Regions from separate parts of the Sus scrofa genome. Here all the other regions are linked to region 2. The links are chromatin contacts, called in public Hi-C and promoter capture Hi-C maps. All regions are on one chromosome and are shown on one strand. Each heading gives the region's core, a stretch centred on a gene start, on an enhancer-like site or on the middle of the called end of the contact. The rest is flanking DNA. Distances are from core to core; before and after follow the strand shown. Region 1 holds the start of LOC100522401 (WASH complex subunit 2A). Region 2 overlaps ALOX5 (arachidonate 5-lipoxygenase). Region 3 overlaps NCOA4 (nuclear receptor coactivator 4).

Region 1 (4,519 bases), core at 1,369-3,868, 280 kb before region 2:
TGAGAATAGGCATGTAGATTAAGGTTGTTAATCTTAACAACACTGAGCCCAGAGTCATCCACATGGCCACTGACGCTGCCCATGATGATGTTAGGTAAGATGTATTTGGTAACCGATTCATCTTAATTTTGCCAACCAAATTTTAAAGTGGTTTGATTTACTAAAAACAAAAACAAAACAAAACGTTTTTTTCTTTGTCTTTTTAGGGTTGCACCAACAGTACATGGAGGAAGTTCCCAGGCTAGGGGTTGAATTGGAGCTATAGCTGCCGGCCAACGCCACAGCCACAGCAATGCTGGATCAAAGCTGCATCTGTGACCTACACCACAGATCAGAGCAACACCAGATCCTTAACCCATTGAGTTAGGCCAGGGATTGAACCTGCATCCTCACAGATACTAGTCAGGTTCATTACCTCTGGGCCACGATAAGAACTCCCACCCACTTTTTTTTTTTTTTTTTTTTTTTTTTTTTTTTTTTAGGGCCGCACCGGTGCCATATGGAAGTTCCCAGGCTAGGGGTCAAATCATATATATTTTTTAATGAATGTTGGAGAAGGGCTAGGAGGTTGGTAGACTGCAATTTAAAAATAAGGTTCTGGAGTACTCTTGCGGTGCAGTGGGTCAAGGATCTGGCATTATCACTGTAGAAGCTTGGGTCACTGCTGTGGTGTAGGTTTGATTTCTAACCCAGGAACTTGCATATGCTGCAGGCACTGCTAAAAAAAAAACCCCACAAAAACAAACAAACAAACAAACAAAAAACCAACAATGAAGTTCTCTTAAGAAACTAAGACTAGCTATAGTGTAACATAGTGGCTAATGGTGTAGGTTCCTGGCTCTGCTTCATTACTAGTTGTCCAACCCTGAGTAAGTTATTCTCTTTGTGCCTCAGTTTCCCCACTGTAAAATATGGGGATAACAGTAACCACCTCACAGAGTCATTGTGAGAATTAAATGAATTAATACATATAAAGCAGTTGATACATTATATGTGCTTCATAAATGTTAGACATTATTATTAAAAAGGATAGATAAGTAAATTACAATACACTTATGATAGTCTACGGTGAATATTTGTGTGAACCCTTAGAAAATAACTGAGGGGGGCATTTAAAATTATCCTTGGGAATTAGGGAAGTCTTCACTAGAGAGACAGAGGCAAAAACAATGGAAAGCTCAAGAGTTTGATAAACAGAGGCCACTGAGGAAGTGGTAAAATCTATGTTTAATGCTCACAGTATGGTAGGCATTGTGCTGTTTACAAATGTTACCACAGTTCCTGCAAAACATGTAACTTCCTTTTACTGAGGAGGAAAACTCATAAGGATTAAAATAACTTGCCCATGGGCACATAAGAATGGAAAGAAATGGAGTTCCGACTGTGGCATGGGCGTCGTGGAAGCCCTGGGACATAGGTTTGACACCCCGCCCCAGAGGATCCCAGGATGGCCAAAGGATCCCAGGTGGCCAGAGCTGCGCTTAGGTCGCAACTGCGACTCGATCTGATCCCTGGCCTAGAAACTCCACATGCTGTGGAGTGGCCAAAAAAGAAAAACAAAAAAACAAAACCGAAAAAGAATGGAAAGAAATAGGGATCTTCATTTTAAAAAGTAAGTTGGTCTGGAGGAAGAGGGACTCCGCAGAGGGAACTTCAAGGAAGTGTGAGGGGTCGCAGAACGCTGGTGGGGAAGCTGGGCACGTTGAAGAAGGATTCGTAGGCAGGAATCAGATATTAAAGGGCTTTTGCCTGTTATATGAGGAGTTTGAACTTGAATCTGAGGGCACTGGCTAGCGAGTAAAGGATTTTAAACAGTCACCATCCAGTAAATCTGGGCGCCTGTGCGCTGACCCCGCGACAGGCAGCAGAGATGCAGCAAGGAAGAGATGCAGCAGCGAGCTCTTCCTCTGCCCACCGCCTGGAACGTTTAAAACTCCTAGGCTGGTTCTCCCTTTGGCCCTTCTCTCTAAACATACCTCGCTGCCAGGCGTTTCCGGGCTGATCACACCCTGCCAACTGCCCTCTAGCTTAAAATGCAACCCGTCGGACGCACCCCTTCAGCTCCCCCTGGCGTCTGCACCCTTCCTTTCTCCAACTCCCGCCACCATAGCCCGGCTGCAGGCTTTTTTTCTTTTAGTGAAATAGATTTTTAAAAATTTACTTTATTCAAGTATATTTGCTTTACAATGTTTCAAATTCTGCTGTATAACGGTGATTCAGTTATACACACATTTTTTCATATTCTTTTTCTATTAAAGTTTATCACAGGATATTCAATATAGTTCCCTGGGCTATACAATAGAAGTTTGTTTTTTACACATTCCGTACATTAGTCACCATCTGCTAATCCCTAACTCCCCAGCCATCCCTTCCGGACCCCCCTCCGCAATCACAAATTCTCTGTGAACGTGAGTCTGTTTCATAGATAGGCTCATTTATGTCATATATATATCACATCTAAGTGATATATGATAGGTGTCTTTCTGACTTACTTCACTTAGTATGATAACTTCTAGGTCCATCCATGTGGCCACAGGCCTCTTAGAAGAGGTCTAGTGTCCCCAGCCGGCTTCTGCACCTTCCTTCCGGCAGTCCGGCAGCCATCCACTGCCGGTCACATGAGGGGCAGGTCACCGGCGCCGGGGTCATGTGATCTACAGTCACGTGCCTGAGGCACCACTGAGAAGTTCGGCTTCCAGAGACCTTCCAGGCTCAGCGGGTGCGTCCTGCGGGCCCTTGGAGCCCGTGAGGCTGCGCGGCGAGGATGGTGAGAGTGGCAGGTTGGGTGAGGGTTGGGCCCCGGCCCCCTCTGCCCTCCCGGAGCTCAGCGCCTCTTCTCGTCCTTCCCGCTGCAGATGAACCAGACCACCCCCGACCAGGAGCGGGCGCCGGCGTCGGAGCCCGTGTGGGAGCGGCCCTGGTCGGTGGAAGAGATCCGCAGAAGCAGCCAAAGCTGGTCGCTGGCGGCCGACGCGGGCGTGAGAGGCGGGCCCAGGGACGGGAGGGGAGGGCGACTCATCCGGGGTGATGCGGGAGGGAGGATGGGACTCCCCATAAACATCGACTTAACACATCTCTTCTTGCCCTCAAAAACTCCCCGGCGGCAATCCCCAGGCACTTGGGCGGTGGTGGGCCGGTTGTCCTTAGCCCTCTGAGCGCTCCCAAGCAGACAGCGGCCTGGACACCCGGCTGTTTTCCTCGTTGGGGTTTTCCAGACCGGCAACCAACTCCATCCTGAGCTGGGAAATCGGCTTCCGCCGCTCCGCAGGCTTACAATGGCATTACTTCGTCAATTCCATGTTGGGACCTGGACTGAGTGGGGCAGTAGAAAAACTAGTATATGGATATCCTTGAGTGAGACTTTTTAGCTAAGGGCCCACCCAGTAAACTGAAAATGGTCATTCCAAAGTCCCATTTGAAGTAGGATTTTTGGATAAAAGTAGTGGTTTGTTGTTTTGGCTTTCGTTTGCAATCCCTGTAGAATGACAACCAAACAGGACTTAAAAATTCCTCCCAAAATGAGATGGCAAGTATCCGTTGACTCGTTGCCGCTGTTTTGATGAACTTTCTTTTTTTTTTTTTTTTTTTTTAAGGGCCACACCCGCGGCATATGGAGGTTCCCAGGCTTGGGGTGGAATCCGAGCTGTAGCTGCTGGCCTAGGTACTCCACATCCACAGCCCTGACAGATCTGAGACACGTCTGCGATCTACACCACAGCTCAAGGCTGATGAACTTTCTTAATGTTTTTTGATGCTACTTGGTCATAAAGCTGTCAAAAGCAGAATCCCTTTTACATTCCAACACACACACACAAAAGGAAATGGGTTCTTTCCTGTTTTGATATGCAGAATAGATGTGTATAATATTGATACTACTGTATGTTTATTTTTTAAATAGCTGCTACAGTTTCTACAGGAATTCTCACAGCAGACTATCTCTAGGACCCATGAAATCAAGAAACAAGTGGATGGACTAATTCGGGAAACTAAAGCCACAGATTGTCGCCTGCATAATGTCTTCAATGACTTCCTTATGCTGTCTAATACCCAGTTCATTGAGAACGTGAGTCAGATTTATAAATAAATACTACTTTTAGGAGGAGCAAGAGCCATTGTAATACTCCATGATCTATTATTAGGTTCTCTACTAAATTTTGGTGGAAGTAGTGGTTCTTTATAATTAATGCCTCACCCCCTTTTTTATTAGTAAATTTTTTTAAGCCTTTGAAAAAACCTAATGATAAAATTTCCTCATATTCCAGTGTTTCCATCGGTTTTTGGTTTTGGAGTAGTCGGTGTTGTGCAGAATTGCATGACACTCCAACAAACCTTGTTATTGAGCATACTCTGTACGGAGCTGTACAACTGGTCTGATCCTCTGGGCACCAGTGTATTATTGATTGTATCCAATATTGATAAGTTATAGTAAAGTCGTGTGTGTGTCTACTTGGAATATTCCCAACTAACATTTTGTTATGATGGCTGAACCTATGTTGTTGTTGTTATTTCGCTTTTTAGG
Region 2 (4,321 bases), core at 1,283-3,782:
GCCTGCAGTTACCCCAGTGGTCAGTGCCAGTAGGATTCAGGAGGAAACAAGGGCAGGGAGAGTGGGGACTGCCACCTGGGATCAGACAGGGTTACACTGAACTCATTTGACTCCTCAAACTCTCCCTCTCTCCCCCAGGCCCAGGCCCTCAGGAACCAGGAGGCTCAGAGCTGCTTCCTTCTTCGGGGGAACCTCCCTGCCCACCCCCCGCCCCCTGAGCATCGCTTGAGGGGTCTCTTCTGGCCACCTCCAGCCACAGTCCCATGGGGATGTCAGTGCCCCTCCTCTCTCCCTCCTGTGCCCCATCCTCCATATCCAGTACCCTCTACAACGAGGTGAGGCAGTAGCTTGCCGTACCTTGAAAATGGGGTGCACAGCAGGCAGCTGGCGGTACATGGCGATACCAAAAACCTCAGACACCAGATGTGTGCGCAGAAGGTGAGTGATGGTCTGGTGGACGTGGAAGTCACTGGAGCGGACCCAGATTTTGGCCAGAAGCCAGTCATACTTTGCATCCGAAGGGAGGAAAATAGGGTTCTCATCTCCTGGGACCTGGTTGAGCTGATGCATTGGAGAAAGAAAACACATCGCAGTATTTTGTGGGAGAGACTGACCTCTCAGGAAATTCCAGGAGAATCCACATGTCTTAAACAGTGACCTTTGAATCACAAGAGGATTGTGGGGGAGGGCAGCGGCCCAGCATTGGTATTTCCTATCCCAGCTGCATCAGCTGTGGAACCCTGGACAGCTTAGCCTTTCTGAGCTCTGAGTTCACCATCTGTAATAAGGGGACAGTGTTTCCTTACCTCACAGTTATAGGGGGATTGAATGAAACGGCACGAAGGTGTCAGCAAGGAGGCCATGTGTGAAGGGGGTGCTGAGGCAGGTCCTCCATCTGATCCTGGTCTCTGCCCCTCCTTGCTGCTTCCACCCAATTCTCTGCTGCTGCTTTTGGGTCTCCCAACTTTGCCTTCCTCTGCTCTCCCCCAAAATGCTGCTGTTCCCCAGGCTCTGTCTTGGTGCTCCCGAATTCCCTTCTTGCCCTTGGTTAGCTCCTCCTGTTCCTAGGACTCTGGGGTTGGCATGACGCAGTGTCCCAGGTCACTGTCCTCCAGCCCAGACCTGCAGCCAGGTGCCTCCATAGTAGAGGCTGGCTTGTCCTCCCCTTTCCCAGTTCAACTCTACACTGAGGCCAAGGTGATTTTTCTTTCTAAAATGCAAATCATGTCAGGTCAATCCCTTCTTTAAAAACCAGTCACCTCTTAATGCCAGAAAATAGGTGCCCAAACTCCGTAATCTGTCCTCTGATGTACCTCATGTTTGACCCTCCCTGGCCACCAGTCCCTGGTCCCTAGCTTTGCCCATGACAACAGCCTCTTGCATTCCTGGGGCTCTCCCCCAGCGCCCCACACAGCCTCGCAACCTCACAGCATCGTGTCCTTCTCTGAAAGATGCGATGACTGAGAAGAAGCTCTGGGAGTTCAGCACTTGTGGGTGCTGCCAGGCGGCTCGCTTCTGGGGCCGCCAGTGCCAGGAAGGGCTGGCCCACTCGCAAGAAGCACCGTGGGGGTAAAAAGCGCCCCAGCCAGCACGGGCTCGAGGGGGGCCGCAGAGCAGCAGCGCAGCCCTCGCGCTCTCGGCTTCGGATCTCACCGGGGCGCGGCGGACGCCGGCTGGTGGCCGGACCCGGAGCTGCCAAATGCGGTCGCCAGGGGCCCTCGCTGTGCGCGCTGCTGAGCAGCGCGCCCCCCAGTGTTCACCTGGAGCAGAGAGACCCGGGAGGCTCTTACCTGGACGCTTCTCATTATTTACATGTTAATATGCTAGTAAACTCAAGCACAGTTTTACGAGGCGGAGGACGGGGCGGGGGGGGGGGGCGGGGAATCTGTCTCAGGAAGGTCCCATAGGGTCCTGCTCAGTTACAGCCACCGTAATAGAAGTAAAAAGATACAGGTGAACTTTATGTTAATAACGTAGTTGTAATCTACCCAATATCTCATTTCAACATGGAAATAAAAAAATTATTAATGGGATATTTGACATTCTTTTTTTCTCATTCTGTCTTCAAAATTCGGACGTGTACTTTGCACTCACAGAGACCTTGGTTGGGACTAACCACATTTCAAGGTCTCCAGAGCCATGGGTGGCCCCAGCTCCCACACTGGACAGAGTGGCTCTGGTCAGACCGCTCCTGCCTGCTCGAGCTTACCCAGGACAGAGCAGCGCATGGAGAAGAGCGAAGTCTGACCTACGCAATATTCTTGTTTGTTTACGAATGCAATTGGCTGTCAATCTTTAAATATCAATCATTTCTCATAAAAATTTGGATTAACAGGTTTTCTCGTAAAATTATAAAGTTCTGTGAGCACTGAAACCACTCCAGCCCGTTTTAAAGTCTCACTGTCCCCGCCCCTCCCAACGGCCCTCCCCTAGTGCCCATCCCCCAAGCCCTTCCCCCATTGCTGCCCCTCCTACTGTCCCGCCCCGCCCGTGTCATTCCCCTCTTATTGTCCCGCCCTTCCTCTTTCTGTTTCCACCATGCACAGCTCCGCCCCTCCCAGTGTTTGCTCTTTGCTGTTTTGCTCCGACAGCCTGGCCCCACCCACACTGCTTGCGCAGCAGGTGGGACGCCTACTATGCTCTGGTGCGTGCTTCACGGAGGAGGAGACCTGCTGCTGCCTGCTAGGGGCTGTACTTGTGCTATCTCAGTCCTAACTATGGCCCGGCAAAGCAGGTATTCCTTGCCATTCCCTTTTCACATTGGGGAGAAATTGAGGCTCAGAGTGGTTTAGACCAACAGAACAGTATTGAGAGGCCAGAAATAAACCCTATTTGTGGTCAATTTTTTTTTTTTTTCCTCTTTTTTGGCTGCCCCGGGGCATATGGAGTTACTGGGACAGGGATCAGATCCAAGCCACGGTTTCGGTCTACATGGCAGTTGCGGCAACACCGCATCTTGAACCCACTGTGCCATGCCGGGGATCCAACCTGCGTTCCAGAGCTCCAGAGCTCCTCAGACGCCATTGCGCCACAGTCGGAACACCAGAAAGCCCTAGATTCTCTCCACCCAGGAAATCCCCCCTACCCCTGGCTGCGGAGGGTGGAGCCGCCCTGCAAGAGAACAGGGTTGGGCAGCCTACCTGGATGGCGATGGGAACAATCTTATTGGCCAGATTCTTGTACAGCAAGCAGACCGGCGCGGCCAGGAACTGCAGAGTGCAGGGGTCTGTTTTATTGGCATCAATGCCATCCAGCAGCTCAAAGTCCACGATGAAAATGTTCCCTTGCTGCAGGAGGCAGGAAGAAATAGGTCCAAATCGGTTTCAGCCAGAGATGGACGACCCAAGATTCAGGCCCAGAGGGAGGGACGGACCGCTCTGCAGGCCCTGGAGTTCAGAACTTAGCGTTCTCTATCCTCTGACTCAACAGCTGATGGATATCAGTTTCCAAAGTTGGTGGTGGTGGTGGGGTTCAGTAAGGTGAACGAACGGAAGTGGCCACTTTCGCAAGTGCTGAACCTGCTGTCTGCCTGACCCTCATGAAAGATGTTGAAAGACTACCCAGAATGATAGTGTAAGAAGAAAGAACACAGAGTTTAGATGAAATAGATAAGCAGGTTTGAAGGTAGGAAGTTCTGCAGGGGTGGGGCCTACAGGGGCAGGTGTCCACAGGGTCAGGAGGGGGTCTTCAGGGCCAAGGGAGGTCTTTAGAGGTGGATCTTCAGGGGTGAGGGATGTTTACAAGGGCAAGAGGGAACCTGCAGGGGTTGGGGGGCTACTGTCAGAGTGGTGTGTTCTGTGTCTTGGTCTGAGGCTGGTGGCATGACAAAGTCACTTGGTATAAATTCACTGAATTTACTGCCACTCCTGATCCTGATTTGTGCCCTTTTCTATAAATATACTTCAACATAAACTAGAAACGTGCCTGGGATTTGGGGGAGGTAGAAAGCAGCCTTTCCCAGTCTACACTTGAGTCCCTTGATGGAGCCTAACCTGAGCGTCATGAGGGCTCCTTTCACAGGGCTGGGTCTGCTCAGGCCACAGCTGAAAGAGTTCATGGAGGGGACAAGAGGTGCTTCTTCTAAAGCCTTTTGTGTTTTTTTTGTTTTTTTTGTTGTTGTTGTTGTTGCTATTTCTTGGGCCGCTCCTGCGGCATATAGAGGTTCCCAGGCTAGGGGTCGAATCGGAGCTGTAGCCACCGGCCTACGCCAGAGGCACAGCAACGCGGGATCCGAGCGGCATCTGCAACCTACACCACAGTTCACGGCAACGCCGGATCGTTAACCCACTGAGCAAGGGCAGGGACCGAACCCACAACCTCA
Region 3 (4,592 bases), core at 109-2,608, 350 kb before region 2:
ACACTTGGTGCACGTTGTTGGAACTTTGAAAAATACCTGCATAACATGAGTGAAAAGCTGACTCATATTCCGAGAGTGGAGTATCACCTCATTACCAGAAATTACTTCATTTTGCACTTAAATTAGCTATGTGCAAAGCACGTTTAGCTGTTTTTCAAATGTATTAGCAACTTTTACCAGTGCCCAATTTTCCACCCGTAGGTCCTCACCTAAGGATTTATATGGAATGCCACAATGCCTAGCTCAGAGGAAAATTTAATCAGTAAAATTAAACAAAATGCTGCTTCACAATGTCAAAAGCCCTAGAGCTCTAGATCATGTGGAAGACAAATTCAAATGCCCATGGTACTAACTTACAGAAGTAAGTCTTCTCAAGTCAATCACAAGTACTATACAATTGCCTAACAAGAACAGAATATGACAAAAGTACATAAATTGGATTTTCCCCTTATCAGCTGAGAAAAGAAGGTAGGAGATTTAAAAGTTACAAAATGGATTTTTTACCCTACGTATTTATCCTTTGTTTTCAAATTAAAATGAAATAGGCATCTTATTAGAATAAGGGTCTTTAGAGCCCATTTGTTAGCCACTAAGAAAAACCTGTTTCAAAAAGAATTTGAAAGAGAATGGATGTGTGTTCCTGTATAACTGAATTAATTTGTTGTACAGCAGAAATTATCACAACACTGTAAATCAACTGTAAATCAACTACATTTCAATAAAACTTTAACAGTGAAAAAAAGAAAAAAGAACCTATTTAATTTCTTTATGCCAGTCCTGGGATGCCTGTCCCTTTGCTGCCCCTGCTGTGTGGAGCAGTCAAGGGGCAGTCAGCTTCCATAAGCCTAGATTCCAAGAAAGGAGCTGTGCAAAGGTCTGCCTTCAGTGAGGAGGAAGCCCTCCAAGCTGAAACCAAGAATTCCTCCACACAGGTGAATTCAAACCACCATAAAGTGAAGCCTGAGCTAGTTTTATAAAATGTCACATCCAAAGAGACTCAAATAAGTTATCTAGCTCACATGGGCAATTTCAACAATTTACCATTTGTTTCAGGTTAGACAACCAGTGTAACGAGCATGAGGGTTAAAAGATTACTCTGAGGTCTACAAAACCAGAATTCTGGCTTTATTTGCAAACTTGAGACACAGGAGCTAGACACTTAACCTTTTTGGACCTCAATATCCTCTGGGAAAAAAAAACAGAGACAATGACAGTAGCTACCAAGTGCTGCAGTGAAGTTAAAGAGAGACAACATCTGCCTATAATCACTTAACCCAGCCTCGTATACACCACATTTTTTAAGGCTTTTGCTGTTTTTGTTCTTAGGTTTAGCTGAGTTATGGGGACCTAAGGAACTTCAACCTTTGGACTACAGAAAACAGTACTGACGCTAGAAAAGGCTTTGAAGTGAGGACGCCCTGGCTTAGACTCATACAGCCATTAATCAATGCTATAACTTCGGATCATTTACCCTTTTTGAACCTAATGTCCTAATTATAGATGAAGATAACAATACCTACTTCATAGACTTAGGGGGAAGGATATTTAATAATAAACTAGCTCCCCATCTACACTCTCACTATTTAACATAGCAAAAGGCAAGTTGTTTTCATGGCAAAAACTCAATAGTCTAAACCCTCTAATATACACCAAGTATATACATTTTTTGCCTGTTTTCTTACCAGTGAAAAGACTGGATTTCAGCTCTAATTCTAAAATTCAAATCAATGAAAGACTACTAAAAATGTCTTTTTCTTTTACCTTTATAATCCGAACTACTGCTTTACCACCTTCAAAATTAGGGTGCCTTACACATGATTTTTTTTTTTTTTTTTGAGACAAGTTAAATGTCTAAGTGCTTTCTAAAACTTCCCTGCCCCTAGGATCCCTGTCCTAGGTTTTGGGGGAGGTAAGAAATCAAGAGGGAAACACACAGATCCTTCAAACAAATAAATAAAGCTCCAGGGAAACCTGGAGCTCTCCTTGAAGAGTTCTATAAACTATATATGCCCCTTTTGCACAATGCTTTGCACAAACCTAGTTATGAAATCCAAAGATCATGGAACCAGAATTGAGCAACGAAGTCACAAACGAAGCTAAGTACTTATCACAAGTTTAAAAATTTCCTAAGAGCTGTAACTCTCTTGTGACCAACACAATTTAAACCACAATTTAAAGTTGGAAAAAACCATAATGATCTCTTTAGAGACTACTCTCATTTTTATAAAAGAAACCACAAAGGCCTAGATACTTTAAATGACCATCTAAAGGGCCATAGCCATAAAAGGTAGATTTGTCTTTAGAACTAGGACTCTTAGGATCTAGTCCTGAATTCTCTCCCTCTGACCAGCTTCTTCTTCCTTTAGTTTATTATCATCCATAAATTATTTTTATTTGTGAACACTAGAGATTAAAACTAACATTCTACTCTTTTTTTTTTTTTTTTTTTGGGCTATTTCTTGGGCAGCTCCCGCGGCGTATGGAGGTTCCCAGGTTAGGGGTCCAATCGGAGCTGTAGCCACTGGCCCAGGCCAGAGCCACAGCAACGTGGGATCTGAGCCGCGTCTGCAACCTACACCACAGCTCACGGCAACGCCGGATCATTAACCCACTGAGCAAGGGCAGGGACCGAACCCGCAACCTCATGGTTCCTAGTCGGATTCGTTAACCACTGTGCCACGACGGGAACTCCAAAACTAACATTCTAATGGGTTACTATCAGAACAACTTTCATTAGGAATCTCAGTCCATTCTCACAGTTCTCAATAAATTATAACAATTTTTCAGAACCTTCTTCCTTAGATAATGCTAACAAAAATAAACAGTATTCTTGCATGTCATGATAGGCTCAGAATAACCAAAACACTTCCAAGTATGAAGGATAGGCACAAGAGCCCTGGGTTCTGATCTCACATCTTATCACAACCACTCTGCATTCCATTCGTCCCTCCGAATGAGGCTAAGACTACATGCCACTTCTTCTTTTTTTTTTTGCTTTTTAGTACCACACCCACGGCATATGGATTCCCAGGCTAGGGGTCCAATTGGAGCTACACCTGCCAGCCTATGCCACAGCCAGAGCAATGCCAGATCCAAGCTGCATCTGCGACCTACACCATAGTTCACAGCCACACCAGATCCTTAACCCACCGAGTGAGGCCGGGGCCGCGTCCTCATGGATCCTAGTCAGCTTCGATGAGCCACGACGGGAACTCCTGCAAGTCATTTCTGTTCCTTCCAGTCACACTGTTCCTCCCCCTTCCCACCGGGCCTTCCCCTCCAAAACAGATATCCACTTTTTACTTATTTTCCTAGCATCTAATTCACTGCTAGAAGACCAAGCCCTTAAAAAGAAAAAAGAAAAAAAAAAATCGTAGGAAACTTATGGTCTATGAATTTCTAAGTTTGAAATACAACTACCAATTTGGTTATCTCTGATGAAACAATATGTATAAGATCATTTGTACACATTTTCAGGGAAAAAAATTATAAATTATAGAATAATAGTCTGCAATTTCATTTGAGGCATTTCTTTACTTGGTAGGTTCTTTCTACTTATTCTCAGTTCAAAAAAATAAAAGGTTGTTTTTATATCAAAATTCATTAATTCAAAGGTTATAATATGTGTATCTTACCCTAGCCCTTTAATTCTTTAATAAGTAGTTTCTGAAATTTAGGATCTGATTCTCTGTAATGTTGGTTTTGGGTTTTTGTTTTGCTTTGTTTTTTAGGGCCACCCTTGCGGCATATGGAGGTTCCCAAGCAAGGGGTATAACTGGAGCTGTAGCTGCCAGCCTGTGCCACAGACAAAGCAACGCAGGATCCGAGCCTCGTCTGACCTACACCACAGCTCACTGCAACACCAGATCCTTAACCCACTGAGCGAGGCCAGGGATCGAACCTGCATCCTCATGGATGCTAATCAGATTCGTTTCTTCTGAGCCACGACGGGAACTCCTGTAATGTCTTAAAAGCCACGTAAATAAAGGTTAATGCCTGAAGAAACAAACAAAAATTAGGTAATAATAAATTCACGATAGCATATTTTAGGACCGTTTTAACATTTCAGACCTTACGGCACTCAGATATGTCTACCTTCATCCATGTTAACTATGAGCAATCAATCCTAGCACATCAGCCTTCTGAAGCAATAACTGAAAACTAACCACAAAATTGGTCATTACAATCTAATGCCAAGTAAGACATTTCTAATTAAAAAGCAACAGTGATTCATGTGACTTTCCAGGTTCCCCGAACTTTCTAAGAGCACAGCCGCCCTAAGAAGACCCGACCGGGTCCTGTCTGGAAGCTGCAGCTGCGGGTTGCCGCTCCTCTTCGAAGCGGGCACCTGCAAGGCTTGACTAGTACGCACACAGCCCAGGCCCATTCCTGGCCGGTCAAGAAGAGCCCACCCCGAGGTCCCTCTGTGGCCCCGGCTGCCAGACTTACCTCGTAGGCCAGGTCCCCACCGCGCGAGCTGCCGGGCAAGCAGGAGGCTGTTTTATTCAGCAGTGGGTGAGGTGCCCCAACCTGTAAGAGGCGCCCCACCCAGCCGGCACGTCTGGCAGCGGCCCACGGGCAGGAGGGAGCGC

Evidence for each region. Promoter capture Hi-C pulls out the DNA fragments that hold promoters and counts their contacts. Hi-C and Micro-C count contacts between places; a contact is called where the count stands out from the background.
Region 1: a contact with region 2 is called in a promoter capture Hi-C map of fetal liver, with 5 times the contacts expected there. The contact joins the promoter of LOC100522401 here to the enhancer-like site in region 2. A contact is called at or near these places in 4 of 5 promoter capture datasets (fetal liver, fetal skeletal muscle and liver), 5 of 47 Hi-C or Micro-C datasets (fetal liver, heart right ventricle, liver and 1 more) and 2 of 2 datasets of contacts at active chromatin or transcription factors (alveolar macrophages and skeletal muscle).
Region 3: a Hi-C map of liver shows a contact between it and region 2, with 4 times the contacts expected there. The contact joins two enhancer-like sites. A contact is called at or near these places in 5 of 47 Hi-C or Micro-C datasets (embryonic fibroblasts, heart right ventricle, liver and 1 more).

Annotation. Positions count from the first base shown.
Region 1 is chr14:90,579,781-90,584,299 of Sscrofa11.1, forward strand. LOC100522401 (WASH complex subunit 2A) reads left to right here and starts at 2,619. Exons shown (of 33, transcript XM_003133111.6): 1 at 2,619-2,767; 2 at 2,856-2,978; 3 at 3,899-4,063. The coding sequence starts at 2,765.
Region 2 is chr14:90,864,654-90,868,974 of Sscrofa11.1, forward strand. ALOX5 (arachidonate 5-lipoxygenase) reads right to left here. Exons shown (of 15, transcript XM_021072736.1): 7 at 3,141-3,287; 8 at 358-561. Among named protein-coding and RNA genes, the nearest start is that of ALOX5, 40 kb to the right of the region's middle. Within about 2 kb of position 2,533, at least 62 of the 83 cell types and tissues checked have an H3K27ac peak or open chromatin away from gene starts, as enhancers often do. A contact at or near this core is called in alveolar macrophages, fetal liver, liver and 1 more, where this site is marked.
Region 3 is chr14:90,518,458-90,523,049 of Sscrofa11.1, forward strand. All of the region lies in intron 1 of NCOA4 (nuclear receptor coactivator 4), which reads right to left. Among named protein-coding and RNA genes, the nearest start is that of NCOA4, 10 kb to the right of the region's middle. Within about 2 kb of position 1,359, at least 12 of the 83 cell types and tissues checked have an H3K27ac peak or open chromatin away from gene starts, as enhancers often do. A contact at or near this core is called in liver, where this site is marked.